Regions from separate parts of the Rattus norvegicus genome. Here region 1 is linked to region 2. A link is a contact called in public Hi-C data. All regions are on one chromosome and are shown on one strand. The core of a region is the stretch at or near the end of the contact, and the rest is flanking DNA. Distances in the headings are between cores, read along the strand shown. Region 1 overlaps Ankrd46 (ankyrin repeat domain 46). Region 2 has its middle 15 kb from the start of Rnf19a.

The links. A called contact is a pair of places that touch in the nucleus more often than the background predicts.
Region 1: a contact with region 2 is called in a Hi-C map of liver, with 2.6 times the contacts expected there. The contact joins two enhancer-like sites. A contact is called at or near these places in 4 of 12 Hi-C or Micro-C datasets (kidney, liver, prefrontal cortex and 1 more) and 1 of 1 datasets of contacts at active chromatin or transcription factors (oligodendrocytes).

The regions. Positions count from the first base shown.
Region 1 is chr7:69,535,428-69,542,049 of GRCr8, forward strand. Ankrd46 (ankyrin repeat domain 46) reads right to left here. Exons shown (of 5, transcript NM_001013948.2): 3 at 5,441-5,773; 4 at 4,160-4,318. The coding sequence starts at 5,751. Among named protein-coding and RNA genes, the nearest start is that of Ankrd46, 15 kb to the right of the region's middle. Within about 2 kb of position 2,109, at least 5 of the 93 cell types and tissues checked have an H3K27ac peak or open chromatin away from gene starts, as enhancers often do. A contact at or near this core is called in liver, where this site is marked.
Region 2 is chr7:69,362,147-69,369,217 of GRCr8, forward strand. It overlaps the pseudogene Ldha-ps28. Among named protein-coding and RNA genes, the nearest start is that of Rnf19a, 15 kb to the left of the region's middle. Within about 2 kb of position 3,810, at least 2 of the 93 cell types and tissues checked have an H3K27ac peak or open chromatin away from gene starts, as enhancers often do. A contact at or near this core is called in liver, where this site is marked.

The sequences.
Region 1 (6,622 bases), core at 859-3,358, 170 kb after region 2:
TAAATGTTAAAATTTACAATGTTTAAAATGGTAGTATAAATAGTCTATAAACAGACTCAAGTGTTCATGGCCCTATCATGAGCAGTGTAAACACCACAGGGAAAACAGGAGCTCTGCCTGGGGGTGTGAAGGCCGCCCTGTGGTAGACTGAAAGTCTACAGTGTACTACATATGAGCTGTCCACTGCTCACGAAAGCTCACCACCGTCACAATCCCTTCCTTCCTGCTCTCCCAACCAGCGGCACAGAACAAAACCAGCACACAGCAACGCCTCAGAGCCCGGACTCCCAGAGAGCATGGGCGCATTCATGCAGACTGGCAGTTTTTGATCCAATGATTTGATTTGACTCTTGACACTTAACCAATGCTCATACATTATTGGAGATGTGTTACTGGTCTCCAGATGCTGACTTCCTAATGGGCCCTTTGTGCTCAACACCCAGATTCCTTCTTTATGAAGAACTAATACAACAAGACACTTGCAGTAAGTCTACAACAGTATGGAAATTTAAGAAAATTCCAGCAAGGTCTATAAGATTAGAATGTTGAGAAGTCAAATTAAAACAAAGAGACTTTTGATATTTCATTTGCTTGAGCTGACACCTCTCACACTAAGAGATCCCTGTGTAGACTGAGAATTCTGTGAGCCTTCTCCAGGAGCCCACTGAGCTCTGCTGATAAACACAGACTAACAGAGGCTAGGGAATGCATCCATCCTACCATTCAGGGACTAGTCGACCCTAGTAGAGAGGAGGGTGTGAGGTATGGGTATGTAGGTGTGTGTGTGTGTGTGTGTGTGTGTGTGTGTGTGTGTGCGTGTGTGTGTGTATGTATATATATGTATGTATATATGTATATATGTGTGTGTGTGTGTGTGTGTGTGTGTATATATATATATATATATATATATATATATATATATATAGAGAGAGAGAGAGAGAGAGAGAGAGATAGATTCATTTTGAGATAGGGTCTTATTGGAACAGCCTCAAACTCACTATGTAGACCAGGCTGTCCTCAAACTTGAGGCGACCTCTTGCTTCTGTCTCCCAGTGCTAAATTTCAAGCATGTGCCACCCTACCTGGCTTAGTCTTTTCTTTAAACACATGTCAGCTTCACTGTTTCTGTCATCCAATTGTCATAACAATAATACAGTTAGGGTTGGAGAGATGGCTCACTGGCTAAGGGCACTGGCCACTGTTTCAAAGGACGCAGGCTTGATTCCTAGCACCAACTCAGAGGCTCACAAGTATCTGTAACTTCAGTTCAGGGGATCTGATGCCCTCTTCTGGCCTCTGTTGGAACTGCACACCTGTGATACACACACATACATGCAGACAAAAAACATCCATACACATAGAACAAATATTGTTAAGAGAATAAGACTGAACTTGGATGAATACGCAGATGGAGAAATACTGACTAAGTCATACACTAGCTAACCTGTCTCACAGAAAGAACCCTACGAAAATACATGGCAAACATACTGCTTGGAAGGTGGACAAGATCAAGCTGTAAGACCACCTCCTACTTAGTCCTCTACTTGTTTTTTGCTAATTTGTGCTAAAACGTTCATCTTTTTATGTCTCTATAGCCCTGGGTGGCCTGGAACTCACAGAGATCCTCCTGCCTCTGCCTTCCAGTGCTGGAATTAGAGCCATGTGCCCTGCTGGCTGGAACTTAGTGGTTCTGAGGACTTTCAAAGGTGTCAACTATGTCTACTATCTAATTCCCAGCCCGTCATCAGTGCTGCCTCAAACTCTGCACACATCGGTCACCCTCACTGTCCTCTCAGACCCTAGGGACCCGCAATCTCCTTTCTTCCCTGCTGGGCATTTCATACCAACAGAATAAATCGTGTGTGACCTTTTACGCCTGCTTTTCCATACAGCATTTTTTAGTATTTATTCTGGCTGAAGCATCTGCCAATACTTGATTAGTTTTTATAGCACTGTAACACTCCTTTGGATAAACAGGCAATGTTTCTTCTTTCCTCAGTGGATATATGTACCTAGGCGTGGAATTGTGGGGTCACATTCTAACTCTGTATTCCTTTTGATAAGCTGTCAGACTGTTTTCCAAAGTGGCTCTCCTGTTCCATGCTGTCCTCAAGAGTCTACTTTCCCCACAACCTCAATAACAGCAGTGACAGCCTACCTGTCTGGTACAGCTGTCCTCAGAGTTAAGGACTATTCCACTATTTGATCTGTATTTTCTTGTCTTTCTGTAAGGGATTTATTCACTTCCCTATTTGTATTTTTATAATGTTGTTTTTAAGTGGAATTTAATCTAGGCTACTATGGCACCGAGAGCAGGAGTAGGAAGGGGAACTGAGTGGCAGGGGTGTTAATCATTTACGTCAAGAAACTTCAGTGTCACAGAGCTGTAAGTAACACAAAGGCCAACGAGGGCAAAGGAAAGCAGTTCACATTGCTACCAAGCATGACTCAGTTAATTAGTAATTATGACAGGCAGAATAAAGTCCAAGTGTATTCCTGATAAAGAGACCTATGGCCAGGATCGAAGTGCAAGCAGGAAAACACAAATTCATGAGCACAAGGCTGCGGCTGGATAAACACAACAGTTAGGAGCACTTGTGTGCAGCCTTGAGAGCTAGAGCTTAAACCCCTGTACCCACATAGCAGGCCAGGCACCCCTCACGTCCGGTAACCCCACTTCTGAGGGAGGGGAAGAATGGAGAAAACACAGGCCTGGGTTCAGGAGAAACCCTGCCTCAAAAGAATGAGTGGAGAGTGGTTGACAGGCACCGGAAACCTCTTCTGGCCTCTCTAGTCGTGCACAGATGCAGACATCAGTGTACACAAATGCACACAGTCAGACAGACAGACAGTCAGACAGACAGACATCTTTCAGAAGAAGCTTACAGTAATCTGATATAGAAAGATGAAGACACATTTCCCATTACTCTGCAGAGACAGAGTTAAGCGCTGTTGCTTGCCCTGGGCACACGGATTCTGAACCCTGCAGAGGGGAAGGAGAGGGCCGCCTCTATGTCTGAGCCCCTGCTGCTTTGCCTACCTGTCAGTGTCTGGAAAACTCACGAGTGTCACCAGTTCACAGTGAAACCTTGAGCTCCCTTAGGACAACAGGAAGTGCTTGTGACAAAGCAGGACCAGGGAGGGTGTGGAGCCACAGCCATCAGAGGAAGGAAGCTGGCCCAGCCGAGAAGGCATCCCAAGCTGGGCTGTGAAGGGCTGACCTCGGTGATCCAGATGGTGTGTGGGACAGAGGCCCGGGCACTCTGCTACAGCTGGAAAGCTGGCAAGTGACGACTGAGCTCGCTGAGTATTTCAACGCTGAGACGCCAAGAGCCCTAGACTCTGTGCCACTTCAACCTAGGTCAGGCCTATCGGCTCTGCCTGTCAAACCATCCGGGCAGAGCAGACCACTCTACAGACCTTGACTGACCTCGCCTGTGCTGCCCACCCTGCGAGGTGATGGTAAGAAACAATCACACATGAAGACCTTGCCAGTCCCCACAACTGGGCTCCGAGTGTATAGATTATACTTCCTGCTCACATCAAAGTTCCTTTTTCGTTTGCTTGAGTTGTGAGCACTTGTGTATGATTGAGACCCACATAATCAGGGTCTTACTATGTGGCCCAGGCAGGCTTAGAATTTGTGGAAATTCTCCTGCTCACCTCTGAGGGTCAGTATTGCAGGTGTGAGACTGGAGAAAGACTTTCAGTGGCGGTGTCTGCTTATGATGAGTCTTCCTCCCTCTATGGATCCCCGCACTCCACCAACCGGCCCTTGCAGTTGCTGACTGACACAACCCACCTTCTGTCTTTAATACATCCCATTCATTCCTGTGATCTGCACTTAAAACTCTGAGTCTCTGGGTTGGGGATTTAGCTCAGTGGTAGAGCGCTTGCCTAGGAAGCGCAAGGCCCTGGGTTCGGTCCCCAGCTCCGAAAAAAAGAACCAAAAAAAAAAAAACCTCTGAGTCTCCTTTCCTCAGACCCTGCCTTTAGCTGTCTCCTGCCCAACTCATCCACTGTGGTGCACTCTTTGTGCTCTGTGAGCAAGTGTGCCATCACTGGGCACTTCTGTCAAGTTCTGCAACTGTAATCTGAAGCCACAGGTTCAAAGACAACGTCACTCAGCCCGTGCCTTAGATAGTGGAGTCCTCAGTACCTTTCGCTCTCCGCCGTCTGCATGGTCTCCAATTTCGAGTGTGTGCCTCTGTTAAATCCTTTTACTTCCTGTTCTTCCAAAGACTCCAGCAGTCGGATGACATCTTTATTCACACCCCGGCGCTTTGCCAGAACTAAAGGGGTAGCACCTTGATGATTGCTGAAAAGGGTCACAAAAAGAAAGGGTCACTGTCGTGGCAACACCACATGGCTAGCTCCTGTCAGTGAGGAAAGTGTACGCCAATGGTTCATAAGTCAAACACAGCAGAGCCAAGAAACCAGAAACTGACACTTGAATCAACATTTAGGGAAAACAAAGAACAGATGACAGTAAATAAAAGAGAAAAAGAGAACTTCTAGAGTAGAATCGGGAAGTCGAGTCCTAGAGTCCTAGACCCATTCTTTGTGTACACAGTGAGTATATTCATATATGTACATACACATGTCTCTAGACTCAGTCTTTATACACAGTGAGTATATTCATGCATGTCCATGTCCATGTATACTTATACATATGTATGTATACAGACATATATATTTATATATGTATATGAATGAAAGCTGTCTTAGCGCTGCACTATCTGACTCTAGCAAAGGAAGAGCAGACAGACTTACTCCACTCTGTCCTGCTGTCACAGACACATCTGCTGCCATGCTCTGCTCCGCTCGGCCATGGCTCTGGGATGCCAGGACAGCAGGAACCAGAAACTTCAAGTTCAAGCTCAGCTTTGAGGGGAGCTGGCCCTCCCACTCAGGAGACTGTATAGAACTGGTTCAAACAAAACCCCAGTGTCCTCCAGCTGTCTCTCCTTAGGACTCAGGCCTGGAGCTAGGATGGGGTAGCATGTTCTGACGGACACACATGAGCTGTGCAGAGGAACTAGTTCAAACTCCAGCCTTTATAAGCTGTGTGACTTCTTGACACGCCTGTCTCATGTGTAACATGAGAAAAGGGAGGGTTCAGGAATAATGTTCAACATACAGAAACCTGCATGGGAGAAATCTAAAAAATAATTAAAAGCTGCTAGAGAGAGAGCTTCTCACTGTGAGCTTAGAATAAGCTGATAGAACAGTTCCCTTCTGCTGCTCAACTGTACTTCATAATTAACAGAAGCCACATGTGCACACACAGCGCTCCAGGGCTCCCACACTGCCCCACTAAGTGCTTGGGCTTCCACACCTTTCTGAACTTGTCATGACAATGGGCCAGGTGGTGATCGGCCCACAGCCTGCATGTCTAATGGGAAGAAACGATGAGGCTTCAAATGAACAAAGAACTCACCAAATATCAATTTTGAGCCCGTTGGAAACTAAGAACTGGATGGTGTCCACATGGCCACACAGGTGGAGGGCTGTGTTCCCCTGATAATCCGTGGCCAGTGGATCAGCACCAAACTTATGTAGCAGCTGGCAGATGTCCACGTTCCCTCGGGCTGCGGCGAGGTGCAGGCCTGTTCTGCCTCTGCTGTCTCGGATATTTGGGTCAAAGCCACTTTCCAGAAGCCTCTTAGAATAGGTGAAGTCCCCATCGATGCAAGCTTGAAGCAAGGGCACATTAGTCTGTGAAGAGTCATTCACAAAAACGTAGGACATGGTCTGTGGTGGACGGACACCCCTGCAGTGAGAGATGAGGTGAGGGCAGCGGCAGCCGGTCAGAGGAACTCTATTACCGTTCTTGTCTTGTTCTCCGAATAAATTTTCTCACCAAACAATAATCATAAAAGTATCTACTGTGTTTCATATTCCCCTAAAAGATTTTATTTTCTTCCTATCAAAATGGCAATTAAATTACTGTAAAACTTTTAATTTTTATCACAATAAAGGGCTAAAACAATTATATTTGAGGTCATCCCCTTATAAGGAAACACATGTGAACTTTAAGCCATCTCCACATGCACACACTACAGCTGGTACTCTCATTTAGTGCGTGGTAGCTCTTCATACACTTCCTTCTTATATGAGATGCTCTACAGAGTTGACAGAAGTACCTGTGGGAAAAGCCCACCGACCCAACGTGATCTACCCCATCCAACACCGTATCTGAGGCACAGAACTTAAGACTTTATTCAAAATCTAAAGGAACCAACACGCTGATTTTTAAATGCCATTAAATCAACAGACTTACAGAATTAATCCTCTTCTGCTGTGTTTATAGTCACCTCAATACTCGGTTTTGTCAAACTCCCAGGGTCTAAGGACTGAGATATGAGGAAGACACACACGGGCCAAGACAGTAGCTGTGCCCACAGTACGGTCCACACACCAAAGCGCCACTGGGTTGTGCTCTCTGAATTCCCTGGAAGCTAGGCACACAGTAGGCATTGTGTAGCAGAGAGACACATCTGAAAACTATACACTGAGCGCAGCCCTGCGCAGCCGCAGCCAAGCACACTCTGTTTCACAGCTCTCTCCTTACCCGCTGCTTCAACTAAAAAGAAATAAAGTCTCTCAAAAGGAAGTCTGA
Region 2 (7,071 bases), core at 2,560-5,059:
CATTCTGTGCCAGTAAGGAAGAGAGTTTTGGACTCTGGGAATCTTTACAAAACACCCTATAGATCTCATCTTGTTATGGTTATCCTCTGGGAGGCCAGGACAAGGTGGCCCTAGTGGTACTAGTGGTTTTTCCTTTCCTTTTCAAATGAGTATTAGCCTTCCTTTGGAAAGCATTTGATTCCTCTTTTTAACGAATACAAAAGGTCATTACACAAAACAGTACTGAAGAGAGTCTACGAGCGTGTGGACAGTTCTGTCCCACTGCTGCTCTTCAAGGCATCAATATCTGACACTGCTTGAGGTGTTGACCCAAGCTGAGTGAGTTTCCGAAGAACTGGGAAATCCATCTGGGCAGACAGGCAGGCACTATCAGCAGGGGAGAGATCTGAGTCCGGGGTGTCCTGGGGGTGTGCGTTGGGGGTGTGGGGGTGTGTGTGGGAGTGTGAGAGCCAGAGCACGTGGCTCTTTGGTAAGAGAGGCATTTCCACTGTGGAAGGCATTCGTTAAGAGATGCGTGTGTGCAAGGCCCTGGGTTCAGTCCCCAGCTCCGAAAAAAAAGAACCAAAAAAAAAAAAAAAAAAAAAAAAAAGAGAGATGTGTGTGTAAGGGCTATCCCAGGCACATTACCACTGCCCTTGGATGCAGAGAGAGGCTTTATTTTGCCTTCAAGTATCACAGTTGTATAGTCTCATCTGGGATCATAACTGGAACTTTTCTAGAACCTTAAAGTACTTAGAATTGTTATTCCCGATAAGACCTACATCTCTAATACGTTCTTGCTGGGTATGGTGGTACGTGTATCTGAGCACTCAGGTGAGTCTCTTTTCATATTCATGTCTATATTTGTATTATATACATGTATCATATGCATGTGTGTATACATGTATGTAGGTATGTGTCCAAAAGTGAAGGTGCCCTCAGAGGTCGGAAGAGGTCAGGTCATCTGGAGTTGGCATCATAGGCAGCTATGAGACCCCTGCCATGGGTGCTGGGAACTGAGCTCAGGCTCTCTGCAAGAGCACCACACACCCTGAACCACCTCTCTAGCTCCACTTAGGATTTTTTCATGTGGGAGCAGGCTCAAGTGGGTGGGAGGGTGGTACTGGTGCTGAGATAGCCCTGGGGACTAAGTAAAGCAAGTCTGTCAGGGAGAGATCAGTAGTGGAAATCATGAAGTACAAGGGGCCTCGAATTTTAATAATGTTAATGTGCATCTACATGAGACAGGTTCACGCTGGTGCTCTTGGATCCGTGGGTGGGAGAGAGCTTAGGGACAGAGACATTAGCATTTCAAGACCCCTCTAGAGCTGCTGTCTTTTACTGTCCACAGGAGAAAGGCCAAAGGTACCAAAGTGTTTGCCTGTCCAGAACAGCTGGCACTAGCCAAAAATGAAAGCAGAGGTTGACGGTGACTAATTAAAATGGCAGGTCAAAGTTCAGGTACACATACACAAACATGGGGACAGAGAGCGAGTGAGAGAGAGAGAGAGAGAGAGAGAGAGAGAGAGAGAGAGAGAGAGAGAGAGCTGGCTAGTGAGGCCACCACACACAGTCAGTCATTAGCAAGCAGTAGCCACCATAGTTTTAGACTGGTTTCTGTCTACAGCAAGGTGCAAAGACTTCCTGCTTCTCAAGTTGTATTTTGGCAAGTGACTAGATGAAGTCCAAAAGAAACAAGAAGAGATTTGAAAGAAAAAGTAGAAAGTCCCATTTGGCTTGAAATACACAATTTGCATAGTTACAAAAGGCCTCCTAAGGAAAAAGATCTGCGATTTGGTGGCTCCCGAGCTCAAAAATGAGTGAAGTATGACACGGTATCAAAGAAAAAGGCCGTGAAACCTTAAACCATGCTGGCGAAGCATAGTGTCCAGGTAAACTGAGTGACCGTCCCACAGCAGCAGCAGCAGCAGCAGCTCAGGCTTTTATTATCAGATTTTAAAGGTAGACAAAATGAGGCATCTGCCTGTAATCTCAGCACTTAGATGCTGAGGTAGGAGGCAACCTTAGCTCCTGAGGGTGAGTCCAGCTTGGGCTATATAGTTAGTCTCAGGCTAGCTTTTGAATAGAGAGTGAGACCCTGACCTACACACACACACACACACACACACACCCTAAAAACAACAACAACAACACAGAAAAAACAAGGAGGAGGACTGAATAGACTGAAAGCTGTCCTAGCATGAGTTCAAAGCCTCAGGACACACATGACTGTAACCCCAGTGGCAGAGACAAGATGGTCCCTGTAGCCTAGCTGTGGGCTCAGTAAGAAACTCTGTCTCAAAGGCTTAAAGTCAAGGGTGGTAGAGCAGGACACCGGATGTCCTTCTCCGGCCTTTGCATGTGCATGTACAGACACATATACACCAAAGTCTCTACCCCCACCCACACGTGGGGGTGTGGTGGGGGTGGGAGCATGAATCTTGAGAAAGATAAATAGGTCACAGAAGAACTATGTCACCAGATATGTGGTCAAAGAACTGGTTGTGCTTGACTGAAGGAGAAAAGACCGGGCTGAAATGAACTGTTGCTGCACAAAGGATCTTGTGATGAAAGAGATGGATTTATAGTTATCCCGAGGGCAAGCTGAGAGTTGGACTTGAGCTTAATGAAAAGCAGCCATTTAAAGAATCAAACCTGCATGACGACATAGTACTCCTACACCCAGAAGCAGTCACTGCTGAATGCGTCCCAGGGAGGTTAGAGTGGCTTTGTTAGGAATTCTAAGAGAGTAGGCCTTGTAGGGGCACTGGGGAGGTAGAACAGCAGAGGCAGTGCCTGGGTCAGATGGCCTACCAAGTCGAATGTTTCTGTCCAGTGTCGCTTTCTGTCCCTTCCACTGTTTGTCCCATGTCTCCAACTTCTCTGCCATTTGGACATTTTCTCCCTTTAAAGATGTTTGTTTGTTTGTTTGTTTGTTTGTTTGTTTGTTTGAGATGGGGGTCTCACTAGGTAATCCCAGCTGTCCTGGAATTCACTATGTAGACCAGGCTGGCCTCAACCCACAGAGCCTGCCTCCTTAGATTGGGGATTAAAGGTTGGCAACTCCATGATGGGTCCTTTCTATTCCTAAGGGAATAATCACCGTCTGACCCTTTCATTCGCTCTCAGAATAGAAGGTAACACTTTTCACCTGTTTAGTATTTTGGTCTTGGGCCAGTGAGATGGTTCAGCAAGTAAAAGCACTTGGTACCAAGCCTAATAATCTGAGTTTAATACCCAGGACAGACATGACAGAAGGACAGAACTGACTGATTCTCCCAAGTTCTCTTTTGACTTCACAAGAGTGCCAAGGCATGTACACACACACACACACACACACACACACACACACACACACACACACACACTAAGCAAATGTAAAAGAAAATAATAATAAACAGGACCTTGATTTCCCCTGAGACCCACCATCATCCTCTCTCCTCCCTCACTTTTGGTTCTTAGATTAGATTTATGACACCCAGGAAAGGTCATGTACCATTTGCCTGGCTTACAAGTGCCTCATACATTGATTATTTCCGGGAAAGTGAAGTGACCCAAACTGACCAGTATTAATTAGTTCAAAGATCAAAGATCTGTACCATAACTGTTAGGGAAAAGTTGGGGACTTTTTTTTTTCTCGGTAAGCTGTAGTAGATAGAAGCCAGTGTTGAAAGAAAAAGAAGTCAGCCCATTAAGGAGGATATGGGGAATGGAGAAAGACTATTCCGACGACATGCCCCCAATAAACCCCACCCATCCTGATATGCCCCGCCCACCCCAGTAAACACTGCTCACCTTGACTTAGATCTCTGTCTCTTGAAGCCAATGTGTCCTTTCGGTTTTAAACTCACCCAGTCCTTGCTTCTTGGCCTGTCGAGATTTGACTCCTGCACACCTCTCCAGCACAGTTTCTTTCCACAGCCCTCTGGTCTCTTTCTGTGGAGCTGCTGCACAGGTGACTGCAGGGCCCAGAGTCTGGCCTTCTGGGTCTGCTTCTGAAGACTGACACATCTCCCAACACGCTTTCAGGAAACATTTCACTCCTAAATGCCTTAGCCCCACTCCTAAATGCTCGAGCTGGCCTTGCTCACCCCCCTGTCCTGTCTGCAGTGTGTCCATCTCTTTCCTCTTAGGATTTGGATCCCAGGAGTCATGTAAGTCACACTCACTAACCCCTCCTAAACTACTTAAACACTCAGATCCCACATCTCAGCTCCCGCCATCTTGTTAGAGACTCAGAGGGACACGAGCCCGAGTGATGGCGTTGTCTTGGGAAGAATTCACATCATGGAGAAGAGGAGAAGACCATCATCATTCTTGGGTCAGGGCACATTCTGTTACTGGGATGAGATGCTGGAGACAAAACTTGTAGAAGAGGTTCTTTGATTCTGGTTTTCATTGCTTTGAACCTATGATAAGACAACATGTTTTAGAGGGGACAAACCATTCCCCTTATGGCCAGGGAACAAGAATGAAGAGAGACTATTGCCCCTTCAAAGGGATACTCTCACATGACCCAAAGACCCCAAAATTTCCCTCAGAGTTCTATCATGTTCCTACAGCACTCAGCATGGGCAACCCTTTAACACGAGTCTTCAGGAAACACCAAGTTTCTAACTGCTTCAGCTCCTAGTCACGTGTGCCCACTGTAGCGTCTTCTGAGACATCTTATTGAGAATAGATGTCTAAATCCACACAGAGCAAATGGGGCCAAAGGGTCTCTCTTGCTCTGTTCCTCAGTTCCTACCCAACAACCCTTATCCTTGGCACATGATAACAATCAGCGTTTTATGTCCCGGCCCAGAGCAAGTCTGTACATACCCAAGAACACAAGTATGTGTCCTCCCCACCCTGCTCTTCATACATAGGGCTGGCCTTTGCTCTTCTTTTTCTTCTCAGGAATAGCCCCTGGAAGCTGGGTATTACTGGCACATGCCTACAATCCCAGAATTTAGAAGAAGGAAGCAAAGGGAACAGAGGTTAAAGGTCATTTGTGACTACATAGTAAGTCTGAGGTCAGTCTAGGTTACATCAGATACTCTCTTCAAAAAAAAAAAAGGAACAATATTCTAGAGAATATTAATTCAATTAATATTACTTCAAAACTCTTTTGACTGGAGCCATTGTCTTGGAACCTGGACTCTGCAACCGGGCGCCTGATACCACCCCCATTGTGCACCTGTGGTCCCTTTTGGTTCCTGGTCCAAAATGGCAACCCTCAAGGACCATCAGTGTCTTAATGGAGGACTTGGCAGCTCAGCTTGCCCTTGTCGATGTCATGGAAGACGAGCAGAAGGGAGAGATGATGGATCTCCAGCCTGGCAGCCTCTTCCTTAGGACACCAGAAACTGTCTCCAGCAAAGACTACAGTGTGACTGCAAACTCCAAACTGATCATTGTCACACGGGGGCCGACAGCTGGAGGGAGAGAGCCGGCTCAACGGTTCAGCGAGACGTGAACATCTTCAAGTCCGTCGTTCCCAACTGTGAAGTGCAGTACGCACTGCAAGCCGCTCATTGTCTCACCCGCTGGATATCTTGACCTACGACCTATGTGGCTTTCCCCAAAACAGAGTTACCGGGAGTGATCACAATCTGGACTCAGCTGGGCGCTGTTACCTGATGGGAGAAAGGCTGCGCGTTCACCCGCTGAGCTGTCATGGATGGGTCCTAGGGGAGCATGGTGACTCATGTGTGGAGTGACGTGAATGTTGCCAGTGTCTCCCTGAGGAATCTGAACCCAGAACTGGGCACCACCGATGCAGATAAGGAGCAATGGAAGGAGGTTCACAAGCAGGTGGTTGACAGTACTACGAGGTGATCATTTTTGTTCATTTTATTTCATGTATGACTCTGTGCTCTCTCTCTCTCTCTCTCTAGAGAGAGAGCGCATCTTTCAGTATTTTCACTTTTGTCATTTTCTACTTTCATCTTGTTCTTTTCTATTATGTTTTCTGTGTGTATGTGTATGAGTGTGAGTGTGCATGTATGAGCGTGAGTGAATGTGTATATAAATGTGCTTCTGTGTATAGTGTGTGTGTATGTATACATAAATATGACTGTGTAAATTAGTGAGTGTGTGTATGAGTGTGTGAGTATGTATGTATATATATATGAGTGTGTGAATGTGTATATAAGTGTGTGAGTATTGTGTGTGCGACTGTTGTGTGTGTGTGTATATGTAAATGTGTATATGAGTGCAAGTGTGTTGTGCATGCATGTGAGCTCTCACCACAGTGCTCTGGTGGAGATCAGAGGACAACTTATGGAAGTTTTCTCCTTTCACCTTGTGGGTCCCTGGGCTGGGCTGCAGGAGCCTTTATCTGCTGGGTCATCACAACGGTCATTGCCATTTTGGGTGAAAATTATTTCAAAAACTGTTATGCACATCATGGCAGGTTTTTTTGTGTTTTTTTTTGTTGTTGTTGTTGTTTTTTACAAAAACAAGGTAAACACAACTTGACCCATTTTAAAAGACTCGATGTTAGCATCATCTATGTTCGGTTTATAAAAGGGCAAGATGGAGCCTGATTCTTTAAAGTGTTGTCAAGTCTGTAGAATTGAGTGTTTCTTACTCATAGGCTGTTCCTTCTGCAGGTGACAGACCGTAAGCTCACTGCCCAAGCTGCTAAGAAGTGCGGGAGAGCTGGGCTGTTTCCGGTGGGCAGAGTGAACCCATGACTACACACAGCCATAGCCTTAGGCTGGTCAGCTCTGTACAAGAACAGGTGGGAGAAGTTCAGCCCAAACCTCAGATGTGGTCCACAGCCTCCATGTAGAAATTTTGAGTGAAGAGATTTGCAACAGGAGGTGCCTTAGTTTGGGTTGTATTACTGTGAAGGGACACTAGACCACTGCAACTCTTATGAAGAAAAACATTTAATTGGGGTTGGCTTACAGTTTCAGAGGGTTAGTCCATTATCATCATGGTGGGAAGCACAGTAGCATGCAGGCAGGCATGGAGCTGGAAAAGGAGCTGAGAGTTTTACATCCTGATCCTCCGGCAATAGGAGACGGTGAACCACACTGGGCCTAGCCAGAACATGTACAAGACCCCAAAGCCCTCCTCAGCAATGACATACTGCCTCCCACA